Regions from separate parts of the Mus musculus genome. Here region 2 is linked to region 1. The links are chromatin contacts, called in public HiChIP or PLAC-seq maps. All regions are on one chromosome and are shown on one strand. Each heading gives the region's core, a stretch centred on a gene start, on an enhancer-like site or on the middle of the called end of the contact. The rest is flanking DNA. Distances are from core to core; before and after follow the strand shown. Region 1 overlaps Hephl1 (hephaestin-like 1). Region 2 holds the start of Vstm5 (V-set and transmembrane domain containing 5).

The links. HiChIP or PLAC-seq counts read pairs in DNA pulled down with a chosen protein or histone mark.
Region 2: a contact with region 1 is called in an HNF4G HiChIP or PLAC-seq map of pancreatic cancer cells. The contact joins the promoter of Vstm5 here to the enhancer-like site in region 1. A contact is called at or near these places in 2 of 39 promoter capture datasets (hippocampal neurons and pre-B cells), 1 of 484 Hi-C or Micro-C datasets (nephron progenitors), 1 of 115 datasets of contacts at active chromatin or transcription factors (pancreatic cancer cells) and 1 of 9 other capture datasets (adipose tissue).

Annotation. Positions count from the first base shown.
Region 1 is chr9:15,066,056-15,072,162 of GRCm38.p6, reverse strand. Hephl1 (hephaestin-like 1) reads left to right here. Exons shown (of 20, transcript NM_001164797.1): 13 at 2,320-2,459; 14 at 4,986-5,126. Among named protein-coding and RNA genes, the nearest start is that of Panx1, 24 kb to the right of the region's middle. Within about 2 kb of position 3,037, at least 73 of the 459 cell types and tissues checked have an H3K27ac peak or open chromatin away from gene starts, as enhancers often do. A contact at or near this core is called in pancreatic cancer cells, where this site is marked.
Region 2 is chr9:15,235,100-15,241,206 of GRCm38.p6, reverse strand. Vstm5 (V-set and transmembrane domain containing 5) reads right to left here and starts at 2,162. Exons shown (of 4, transcript NM_026955.2): 1 at 1,849-2,162. The coding sequence starts at 1,936. Gm51702 (a long non-coding RNA gene) reads left to right here. Exons shown (of 3, transcript XR_003948285.1): 3 at 1-124.

The sequences.
Region 1 (6,107 bases), core at 1,788-4,287:
TTTCTTCAGAGCGTGCTGGGAAGACTTCGGGATGCCTGAAAGGCAGCACACGGACCTGCTGGCACAGTGTCAGCATCAGATGTGTACAACAAAAGAAAATCTGAAAAAGTAGACCAAGTTGTTAAAGGAAAATGAAGTTATGGCACTAATGCCTGAGCTTGAAGAGCAGTATGCATATAATTTAGTCATCCCAGGGTCACCATAATGAGCACCTACCAAGCAATAATTATGCACCAGGCCTCCGCTCAGACTTCTATAAACAATTTGTCATGGTGGCACCACAGTGACTCATCCAGTCAGCATCTTCCTAGCATCAGATGTGATAAAGTTCTTTACAGCAATTGATGTGTACCTTTCATATGGAGGAGATCTGGGAAATAGCAAACAGCACAGCTCTGGGCCTGTGCTGGTCACAAGCACAGCTAAGACCCACACATTAGTATAGTGTAGACTCCTCTCTTTCTCTCTCTCTTGGCAATGAGTGTAGTCAGAGGTGCATATGTATTATTGAATGTCCACTGGACAGACGGCTGATGACACTGCTGGACCCAGCAGGAAGGGAAGCAATCTTTAAGATAGGACAGTTCAATGATAAGTCACAGCCCCATCGTGGGGAGTGGTGGGGGAGGGTCATGCTTAAAAAAAGCTTCCTGGAGGAAGCAGTCTTTGAGATGAGGTGCGGAGTGTAAGACAGTGGAAGAAGTGGGCAATAGCAAGATGAACATGTCCAAAGCTAGGATGGGTTGAGGGCAAACCATGCCAAGGAGAGCAAACATCTAGAATGACCCTTGTGTCTGGGAGTTTCAGTGACAGCCAGTCAGGTTCAGGACTTAGGAAAAAAAGAAAATGCAGGGTCTGAGGCAGACTGAGAAGGTCTGCAGAGAGAAGCACTAAGAGGTTTCCCACAGGAAGAGAGAGAGGGTTGGACTTGGAGCAGACCACTCTGCCTGCAGAGTGGAGAGCAGGAAGTTGAGTAGGGGCCTGGGAAAGCCATGTAGAACTGTACTTAGATTAGAATACAGGTAGTTGATTTGGGAGAGGTGGAAGGACATTAGACTCACCCTATTTTAGAAAGGAAAGTGACTGTTTTTCTTGGAGACACTATTTCACTGTGTACCTAGTTGGGTCTTGAACTAGCCATCCTTCTGTTGCCAGCCTCCCAAGCAGCTGGAGTGATAGGCATGCCACTGTGCCCAGCTCTTCTTGAGTTTTCTTCTCCAGCTTTTGTGACCTACTTTGGTGACAGACACAGAGAACTTACTTTTCACAAACTTCACCATTTACAAGTGTTGTGCCTACTTGTTAAAATCTGTTTGTCACACCCCACTCCCAGAGAGTGGTGTGAAAGGCCAGCTTTTCAGGAAGGCCCTGGAGACACCGGAAGGGAGCACCACCTCAGAGTATTTCCGAATCCCTCAGAAACACTTGATGTTCCTGTGACAATTTGACAATATCTGAAGAGCTGCAAAAACATCCGTGGCCTGGTGCAGCATCAATGAAAGCAGATTGGAGTCCCGTTCCAGCTCTGCTGTTATGATCGAGTGCTCTTGGCCTGTGTTTTGCATTTGTGTGCCTTACATGGTCTGCTGTTAGAAAGAAGAGGGGTGCAGAAGCCCTCTCTCATTTCTCCTGGCACAATAGTGCTGGAATTGTGTTTATGAGAAAAATAAAAGACTAGGAGAAGCTTCCTTCAGGTTAGCTCTGTGAACTGAGGTCAGTGTTAACACAACACAGACATCTGTTAACGTGTCTTTGAACAGCTACACATACAACCCACTATTTGTGTAGGTCTCTAGAAAATAAAAATAACAAGAATTACTCATCTGTACACAGCTACATTCACAGTATACACCCTCCAGGCTTGCGGTGGGCAGTGGTAGCTGTGTGGGTGCAGGGGTGGGGGTGGGAGTGGGGGAATGCCAGCAAGGGATATAGAATGATGGCTGGCCATGAAACCTGGAGGATTTCAGAGCTATGAGGAGTGTGTGTGTGTGTGTGTGTGTGTGTGTGTGTGTGTGTAGTGTCAGCCAGAGAAGCACAGCCTCTGTTAGGATTCTCTGAGGTTAGCCCAGTTTAGAGCCCTGCAGCAGGTGACAGTAATGGTTTCCAAGGGTGGCCATGGGTCTGAGCTGGGTTCCTCCCATAAGGACAGAAGGAGCTCCGAGGTACTGATTTTTAGCCCTGCTCTCAGAGATGGTGCAAAAGCCAACTCCCTGGGGAGACCCTGATCCCAGCTGGGGGAGAATCACCCCAGATGACAGACACCCACAGTCTCCCCATCTTCTGACAACCTTGATTTCTAATGTCTTTTCTTTACAGACATGGAGATATATTTATGAACCACACTGAAAACTGGATTGGCTCTCAGTACAGGAAGGTTGTTTATAGGGAATATACAAATGGAGAATTTGTGGAGATTAAAGCTCGGCCACCTCAAGAAGAGCACCTTCAACTCCTGGGTATGGCGGATTTCAGACTGTCAGCCCCAAGCATGGGCATCTCTCTTGTTCCCCCTCCCCGCCCCATGCCTACCTCTCACACACCGCAGGATCCTCGTCCTCAGGGCAGTCTACCTGGTGTCTCATACTCTTTCTTGCCTTTCTATTGAACTGAGAAATTTCCCTTTTTAAAGGTTTGATGACTCAGGACATCACGTAGAGTGTCTGTGAGACATCCTTAAGGTCCTGGTTCACATGTGCACAGTGACATAGAACATACTATAAAACCAAGTAAGAACAAAAAGGACCGCCTTGTGTGAGGTGGCTGCCGAGGGTGACAGGTCCTGACCTGACCCCTGGGCCTCAGACCTGACTAGGCATATGATATATGCATGGACTCCAGGCTGACTGGTACCTCAGTTGTGTGGCTGGCCATCAACAATGCCAGTCCAACCTAAAGGATTTTAGAAATGCTTTCTACACCACACTAACTTTTCAAGTGTGGTTTACGCGTGCCAACAGCCTTACAGTGATTAGGTGCTCTCCTCCCCCACCCCGCCATGTTTTGTTGTCTCACCAGCTTGCTTGTCAGTCCACATGAGCTATCCATGAGTCACACACTGGAGCAGTTAGTATGCACAGAGCTCCAAAGGAAAGGGTTGGGCAGGCTGAGGGGGCGGGGCATGAGACCCAAGAGCCCAGCTTGATCAGTAACTGAGAGAAATGAGTGACTTACACTGGGGGCAAGTTAGCAGCCCCAGTGTCTCTAGTGTTAGAGTGAAGCCTTTTCTGTCACCTGCAGCTTACAGTGACCTGGACTCTCAGAAACTCAGTGGACACGCACAGGTCCACATCTGTTCACCACTACTGTGTGTCCCATCACATAGCACTGTCAGCCGGAAGGCATCATTTTTAAGCCAGCACAGCAAGGCTTGTGCAGTGGAGTCATGAACAGTAATGATTAATGTGTGCAAACTGTCTGAACTGTGTCCATGCTTACTGCTTAAATTCATAGCAGTTTCTTTTTTTTACTTCTGGAGATAACTATAGTTCAACAAAATGTAAATGTATTATCAACTTTAGCCATATCTCTTCAAATCAAAGGCAGGCTTGCTTCAGTGCCAAATGAATGGGTGGGTGGTGACATACCACTTACCAGCTAATTAAGGGCTTATCTCTGGATGAGTGCAGAACACACCAAATGCTGAAGGAGAAGGGACACTCAGTGATTAGCGGGGAGTCTGCACCACAAAGCTGTGTCTCCACACTAAATCTTTTTGAGGTGTTTCCCTAGCACTGCAAAGCAAGAGGCACTTGGCAAACCTCCCCCCTCCAGCCGATTCGGGGCTCACCTTCATGGACACACAAAAACCAGCTGCTCTCAACAGGAAAGCGAGTGTACGTGCGTGTGTGCGTGTGTGCATGTGTGTGTGTGTGTATGTGTGCATGCTGACAACAAACAGCTTAGAGGAGAAAGCCTTTATTTTAGCTCACAGCTACAGCTGTGAAGTCACAGCAGCCAGAGCCTGAGACAGCTTGGTCACATCACATCTACAGCCAAGAGCAGAGGAATGCATGCATGCTTAGTGCTCAGCTAGCTTTCTCTACTCTCAGGAAGTCCAAGGCCCCAAACCTGCAACTTTCAGGCTGTCTCCTTATATCAGTTAAGGCCATCAAGACAATCCCCACTCCTTCAGGTCAGCCTGATCTAGGCAATCCCTCATTAAGACTCTTCTCAGGTGGGTCAAGTCGAAGTTAAACTACCATCACAATATCCACATAATGAGAGTCAGCACTAGACATGTATTAGCAATGACTGTGTTACCATAAATTCCTTCACTACCTACCCATTGATACCCATCATTAGTAACAAATCTATTTATCAGGCATATGCAATTTTAGGTTCCTTAATGTTTGGTACAGGTATGAGCAATAGTTATTTTTCTGTTGCTGTGAAAAAAAAAAAACCACCATGACCAAGGCAACTTATAGAAGGAAGAGTTTATCTGGGTTTACAGTCTCAGAGAGCTAAGGGCCTGTCAGGGCAGGGAGGAGCTGGAGCAGGAAGCTGAAAGCTCACATCTTTAGGGCAAGGACAAAACAGAGAGAGCAAACTGAAAACAGTGTGAAGACTTTAATCCTAAAGCCCATGCCTACCGACATACTTCATTAGCAAGGCTACCACCTACACCTCCCAAACAATGCTAACCAACTGGAGACCAAGCATTCAAATGCCCAAGACTATGGGGACACTTCTCATGCAACTGACCATAGATTACAACTGAAGCTCTACTGCTCAACAGTAAGAAGAATTTACTGAATACTTGGTTTTGTTGAACAATAATAAACTCTATGATACACACACACTGCTATTTAATAGTCCTATGGCAACAGTCTTAGTGAACCCATTCTGCTGATAAGAAAACAGATTCTGATCACGTGACTCATCCAAGGCCTTCTGTTAAGGGAAGGAAGAACTTGAATTCAGGCTGGTCAGCAAAGCATGGCACAGTATTTGTGATATACCTGGTTGTATTTTGTCTTTAGGACCAATGATTCATGCTGAGGTGGGGGACTCCATTCTCATTATCTTTAAGAACAAAGCCAGCCGGCCCTACTCCATTGCAGCCCAAGGTGTGGAGGACTCAAACAATGGAAAACTCCTTAATGTGCCTGTCACAAAGCCAGGTAAGTCACACCAAAGTCTGTCCCATCCTGATGAGACACCAGGATCTCCTCTTCTGGTCTCTGAGGGCCTGGGAGAGCTGTCCTCCATGAGTCTCTCTGCCTAGTCTCGGGGTATAAGCTCCTTATCTATCCAATGACCCAGTACTAGAAATAGAGCCCTGTCCCAGACCTCACAGTGTAGTCAGGAGTACTCATGACAAACACACGCTGAGTGCTCCCTTGTGGCAGAAATCATGTTCTACATTTGAAATTAAAAAGAAACAACTAAAACCCTTAATCGATCCGTACAACAATCCAACAATGCAGACATATTTCACCAGTTCTGAAGTCATTAATTGACTTCATTGAGTCCATTGTTGAGTTATGTTACTAAAAAAAAAGAAAAGAAATACACCATCCATTGAACTATATATAACATGTTACAAATTTAGTGATGCATCCTAACTTCAGATATGTTAAATGTGATAATTTTACCCTTAGAGCTGATGAAATATGTCTGGTTCTGTCACTTAACAAATGATGAAGCCACAGAATAGCAGATGACTAGGCAGGGCCCTGGAGAATGATGACGGAAACCCTGTTTATTTGACTCCAGGATCCGACCTCTTCATCACGTATTTCTCTGAAGTGACTAAGATAAGTTGAGGGGTGAGAAGGGAGACAAGATGAACAATTTTGATGCTAACATAGGTTGTACATGATAATTCTAAATGGTGGTCAGGTTTTTAAAAAAATAGTCACATGAAGGTTATTGTATAGTCATAAATATTCAACTCCTTTGAATACATACTAAGAACCCTCGTCACTGGATTGTGTGATAAGAAATGGAAGGTTTTTTTTTTTTCTAAAGAAACTGCAACTGTCTTCAGAAGTGGCCATGCTTTTATGTTCCCACCTAGAGTGAGAGGGCCTTCTTTTGCCATATCCTCACCAATATTTTCTGTTTTAAACTTTGGCCATTCCAACAGGTATATGGTGTTA
Region 2 (6,107 bases), core at 913-3,412, 170 kb before region 1:
ACTAACGCCACATCAGAGGTTTCAACCAATGCATCTGGGGGATATATTTAGTCCCTAACACCACCATTGAGAGAGCAAACGCTTCCAAATACAGGAATCTTGTGTTTGGGGACATGTTGTAACACAGGCTTTTTTTTTTTTTTTTTTTTTTTTTTTTTTGAAGGCAGCTTCTTGCTCTCACTTTCTTCCTTCTTTTATATTATTTATGGTTTCTTGTTAACCGTGCTAGGTGCCAAGCACAGGGCCTTGTTCATGCTAGAAAAGAGTTGCCATTGAGTTATACCCCAGCCTTTGGCAGAAGCTGAGGAGGCAGAGGATGCAGGGAGCTGGTGAGGAGAGGAGAGGCCCTCTCCACATTGCTGGGTTGGCCTCCAGCACAGGCCCCCTCCAAGCAGGCTCACACCCACTCGGCATTTGGGAAGAGCTGCTCCTGGTTGGAGAGGGGCAGACTCAGGGCTCATCAGAGCGGACAGTACTGACCTGCCTGGTGACAGCCGGGCAGGAGACAGTCACCAGGTGACACAGACTTTCACCTACTCCTCAGGCTTACATGTCACACTGTCATGGTGGCTCCCATCTAACTGCTAGGACCAGGTAAGTGTGGGTTCCTTTGCAGAGAGTCCTCTGGTTTCCCAAATCTGGGTTCTAAGTGTTCCCAGAAGGCAGCACCTACCTCCTTCAAAGGCCACGTCAAAGGAAAAATTGTTAACCACTGTATCCTACTGTGGCCTGCTTCCTGCAGGGAGAAGTCAGGCTCTGGATATTACCCTCTGAACATCACAGACAGACGGCTGTACCAAGAGCAAGAATGGTGACAAGAAACTTGTACTTGGGAAAACAACGGGAAAGATCACTGTCAAGATTCCTACCTGATGGATTAACAAGGGGCTAAGTCCAGGCCCCCCAGCGGCAGAAGCCACAGCCCAGCCATCTCAGCCCAGTCTTACTGAGTCTTACAAATACAAAGGCTGGTCTCCAAGAAAAGACCTAGAAGCTGTTTGAGCCTTGGCTTCACCGCACGCTAGGTAGGTAGTCACCTTCCCTGAGCAGTGTTGCCTTCCCGTGCCTCAGTTGCAGCACTTGTAGAACACAGAAAAAGAGGCTCTCATTTCATATGGGCTAAATGGTTAGGAAGTTTGTGGATCCCAAGAATCTGTGAACAAAGGCGCTTGATGAAGATCTGCTTTCCCCACCAGCCCTCTTAACTCCAGCCACCCGTCTCTGGCTTCTCTAAACCTCCATGAACTGACCCATAAGATGGTAATGGTAATAATGTTAGTCCTTGAACAAGAAGAGAATTGCACTATAATCTTTCGTGTCTATAGATGATGTTCAATGTGTACCACATTCTGACTCACCATTCTAGTGCTGCCTCACAGGGCACCTTCTCTGGTCTCATGCTCCAGTGAACCCCACGACCTCTTTTCCTGAGCCCCAGGCTACCTGGAAGTCTGCTGCATGTTAAGGGAGATCCATAGGACCCAGGAAACCCAAGGAGGGTCTACCACCAGAGAGTGACAGTGAGCACCCTGGGGTTTGCAGCCTGGTTATTTTCAGAAAGAAAATAAAAATTGCTGCCCAGGAGGCCAGGGCCCGGCAGGGAGCGAGTTATCTCCAGGACGGCTTCCTGCTTTGACAGCAGCAGCCACAGCGGCCCAGAGCACTGAGAGAGCCTTGGCTCGGCCTAGGACTCTCCAGCTGCGCCCCGCCAGCTTAGAGGCGGTGAAATGAGACTAGCCCGCATCACCTTGGCCTCCCGACAGCACCATAGGGGACGTTCCTTCCAGCGATGTTCTTCCCACCCTCCATGTTGCTCCCACCTACGAGGTCTCCCAATCAGGCACTTACTCTGCAGACAGCGGGCAGCAGTCACCCAGAACGCGAGCAGCCCCAGCGGGATGCCTTGGGTCCTCTCCCCGCACCGCAGTGGTCTCATGAGCGAGCCGCGGGCTGTATAGAACCCCGCATGGGCCTCGGGGAGGTGGCCGGTCCAATGCTCGCCCTCAGCAGCGCCCCGCAGCGTAGCGCGCCAGCCTAGCCTCCCAAGCCTTGGCTCTGCTGCTCTGCTTGCAACTCAGCACGTCTCAGCTCCTGCAGCTGCTCCGCCAGAGGCAGATGAGCAGGTTGTACTCTGGTTCAACCAGTTCCCAGGACAGAGGGAAGAAAGGAGGAAGGGAAGAGGGAGGGAGGAGTGAAAGAACGGAGGACTATAAATATGCAAAGATATGGGGTAATGGGAAGGCACGCACTCAGAGGCACTAATGGCAAATAATGAGCAATTTCCTGAGGGTCACACCCACTTTATCAATTCAAGGTTCAGTGCAGGGAGGTGACTGGGGGGAGGGCTAGTGCTAGCTGCTGTTCAAGGGTCCAAAAAGACAATTTGAGGACTTCATGGGCAAGTGGGAGGCTTTTAGGAAAGCCAAGTGACAGCCTGGGGTGTGAGGAGTGAGGGGAAACAGATAGGGTGACTCAGGCTGGCTCTGTGGAGTAGATGCAGTTATGCTCCATCCATCCATCCATCCATCCATCCATCCATCCGTCCGTCCGTCCGTCCGTCCGTCCATCCATCCATCCGTCCGTCCGTCCGTCCATCCGTCCGACTATCCATCCATCCGGCCAGTTACTCAGCCAGCCAGGAAAGGATTCTGAAAGCTGCGTTCTGTCTGGGACCTGGCTCAGGTGGGCGTTCCACCACAGGACAGTGTTGGAATGATGCCTGAGCTACACTTAGAGACACAACCACACTGATTTGCAGAGCCCCTAGAGGTGGCCCTCCTGTAATCTCAGCACTCTGGAATCCTCAGGAGTGACTAGGTACTTTAGGAATCCTAGCAAGGGGTGGGGCCTGCAAACAATGACCAACTGCTATATAGTCTGCTGTTAAATGAAGAACCAGGATGCTGTAAGACTCAAAGCAGCTGGACTCAAAGGGGGATGTGGTGATGTGTAAAGATGTGGAAGTCGGGGAAACTAAAACTGGCCCAAGCTAGTTGTGGCAGTATGGTTTACTTCGTCAGAGCTAGATCTTCTTACTAGGGAATAAGATTCCGAGCAAACAGCAGTGATACTTAAAAGGGAAGTCTACTCGGGAGGGCGGCTCTGGAAAAGATTCTGCTTTCCTGGGGAAAGGATAGAAAGGGCGGTGGCTGCTTGCTGTGTAGCCGTTTCCTTCCAGCTGAGACACTCTTTCCTGAAAGGAGGAGGCAGCTCACAAAGCACAAGCCACTCAAAGGATTCAGGGCACTAGGGCACTTAGAGAACTCTTGGAGTATGCCATTGCCAGGGAGAGGAGACTCTTCCACAGAGCTGCAAGTTGTAGAGGGAGCCCCAGTGATGGGCTGGGCTGGGCTTCTCTGTAATGCAGCCGCTGGAATCACCCATGTTCCTGACCCTTGCTAATGTAACCTTAATACACTCATTGTTCTGAGCTGGAGAGAAGTAGTCTTTCCAGGAAACGCTTCACAGCTCTCCTCCTGCCTCGAAGACATTCCTTCTCCTTAGATCTGGAGCTCTTGACATATTTCGTGAAATTTCAAGTGAGGACAAATCTCGCTAGGTGAGGATGGAGGAACAGAAAGACAGGAAGTGCCAGGAGACAGCGGTGTGTAGCATGCTCTCCCAGGAGACCATGGGATGTAGCACGCCCTACTGTGATCTGGCTCTTGGGGGGGGTTGTATCTGCAGTAAGACTCTGGGTGGGATGAATGCTGGGGCTCAGCTTGCATTCTCCTTTCTGTTTAGTACAGGATTCTCACCCACGGGATGGTGTCCCTCAAAGTTAACGTAGGCCTTCCTACCCCAATTAACCAGATTTAGATAATCTCTCACAGGTGTGCCAAAGGACGTCTTTCCCAGGTGACTCTAGAACCATTAAGTTGGTCATTTTAACCATCACACACACATTCTGGTGAGAACAAGAATGGTCTACCCTGGAACTGCACTCACAGTGTCCTCTTTATTGGCTATCATTGGCTCATGGGTAAAAAGATGAGACCATTGGGGACTCCCTGGGAGTGGCATGTGGCCATTGCTGGGATTGCTAAAGCAGAGGACATGAACCTACAGGTATTACCACCCATGCCTGTCACACAAGAAGTCCTGGACTCATAATGAAGCTAAGTCAGGTATGGTGAATTAAGAAGCTGAGGAAGAAGGAAACCAAGTTTGAGGCTAGCCTGGGCTACGTAGCAAGGCTCTCTTTCAAAAATAAAAATATTTTAAAAGTCAAAAGAATGAAGCTAAGATGAGACAAACTGGGCCGGGACCCAGGGAGAGAAGCAGATACAGTGTGTGCTCTGGGGTTTGAACTCTCACTTTCCCCAGTAGCTTGAACTGGATTTCTGTGACATAAAGCTAATGTTGGTTGAAAGACAGGACATTACAATTAGGGGGAATATATTCAAGACATCTACTTACTGCACAGCACGGAAATGATAATTAATGACGAAATGTGTTGAGTGAACGCTGAGTGGAAGAAGGCTCGCAAGTGATGACCATCTGACCTGTGCTACTTTATTCAGCTCCGTATTCACACTGTGCTGACACTGTGTACACATACTTTAACATACTAGGTCATGCACAATAATTACTATCTGTCAATTTAAAATAAAATAAAGTGTGTGTGTGTGTGTGTGTGTATGTGTGTGTGTGTGTGTGTGTGTAAGCCAAAAGTCAAGGGCAAGAGCTTCTGTGGCCTTTCTCCACCTTATTTTTGAGACCAGCTTTCCCACTGACCTGAGAGCTCACTGACTTGCTGCCCTGGGTAGTCAGAAGTCCTCACCGTCCTCCTGTCTCTGTGTCTCTGGTCCTGGGTTACTGATGTGCACTGCTATGGTTTGTTTGTTTGTTTGTTTAGTGCGGGTGCTGGGGATCTGAACCCAGGCCTTCCTGCTTGCAAGGCAAGCATTTTACTGACTGTGGCTGAGCCATTTCCCAAGTCTGCCCAATCTAAAATCCCAGCCTTATAATTAGCATCCAAAGTGCTCGCCTAGGGGCTTTGCTTGAATGCTCCTCCTCCACCCAGTGCTGCTTTGTTGGAACCTCAGGAACCTAGGATGGAGCCTAAAGGTCACGAGGGTCAGACATTTGGCAGATACCAATACCAGTTTCTTGTCTTAGTTTCCTGGTCTGCTGTAATTTGAACAGTGTCCTCCACACAGGCTCCCTGGCATGAATGGAGCTGTCCTGCCCTGCCTTACCCTCTGTGACAGACTGGAGCCTTCTGAAAGTATAAGCCTGAATAAATCCCAGTCTACCAAGTTGTTTCTGTCAGATACTATGGTCACAGGATATAAGATTAATGAATATGTTTACAGTCAACAATCTCATACAGCCAAAGAGCCAATCATCTATTTTTAATCTATCCACATTTGGATAGATAGGGGCTGTGTAGGATGCAGTGGTAGACCCCTTGCCCAGGATCTTGAAGTGCTGAGTTTGATCTCAAGCACAGGATACAAAGCACACTAAAATGTTAGAAACATTTTTTTTAATTGAGAATAAGGGGACTTCTAAAATATTTCCAATTCCCACATCCTGTGCATTTACTGGTTAGCTCATCAAACATTTACCCAGCATGCCCTGAAGCTGGAAGTATTGTTACTCCAAAGATCAATGACGCATGGATCCAAGTCCCAAGGGCTTCACACACTGATGGAGATTCAATGGCCCAAATCAAGAGAGGCCTCCAGGTCCATGGTCCCTTTTCTGTGGAGCCCAAGGTTAAAAGGAAACACTTGTTTTCCTCACTGCCATTAACCTGGCAGCTGATATGTGGTAGGCACAAAATGACTGCTTGTCAAGTGAATGTATGAACCAGGAAGTCTGAAGCATGAGAAACACATATTAGAAGGAGTAATCTCTTGAGATAAAAAGCTGGTAGAAAGATTCAATAACACTCTGAAAGCCTGCTCTGACTGGCCACTTAACTCTCTGGTTGTGTGGACCTCTGTGCATCCAGCAACTGTTAGAGAAAGGCGCCGTGGTCCAGGCTCCACCCCATTCAGATGTTCTGGGAATGGGGTTGCATGACTTATTTGCCTTGTTGCTGAGACAAAACATCTGACAACACAACTTAAGGAAGAAGAGTCAATTCTGACTCACAG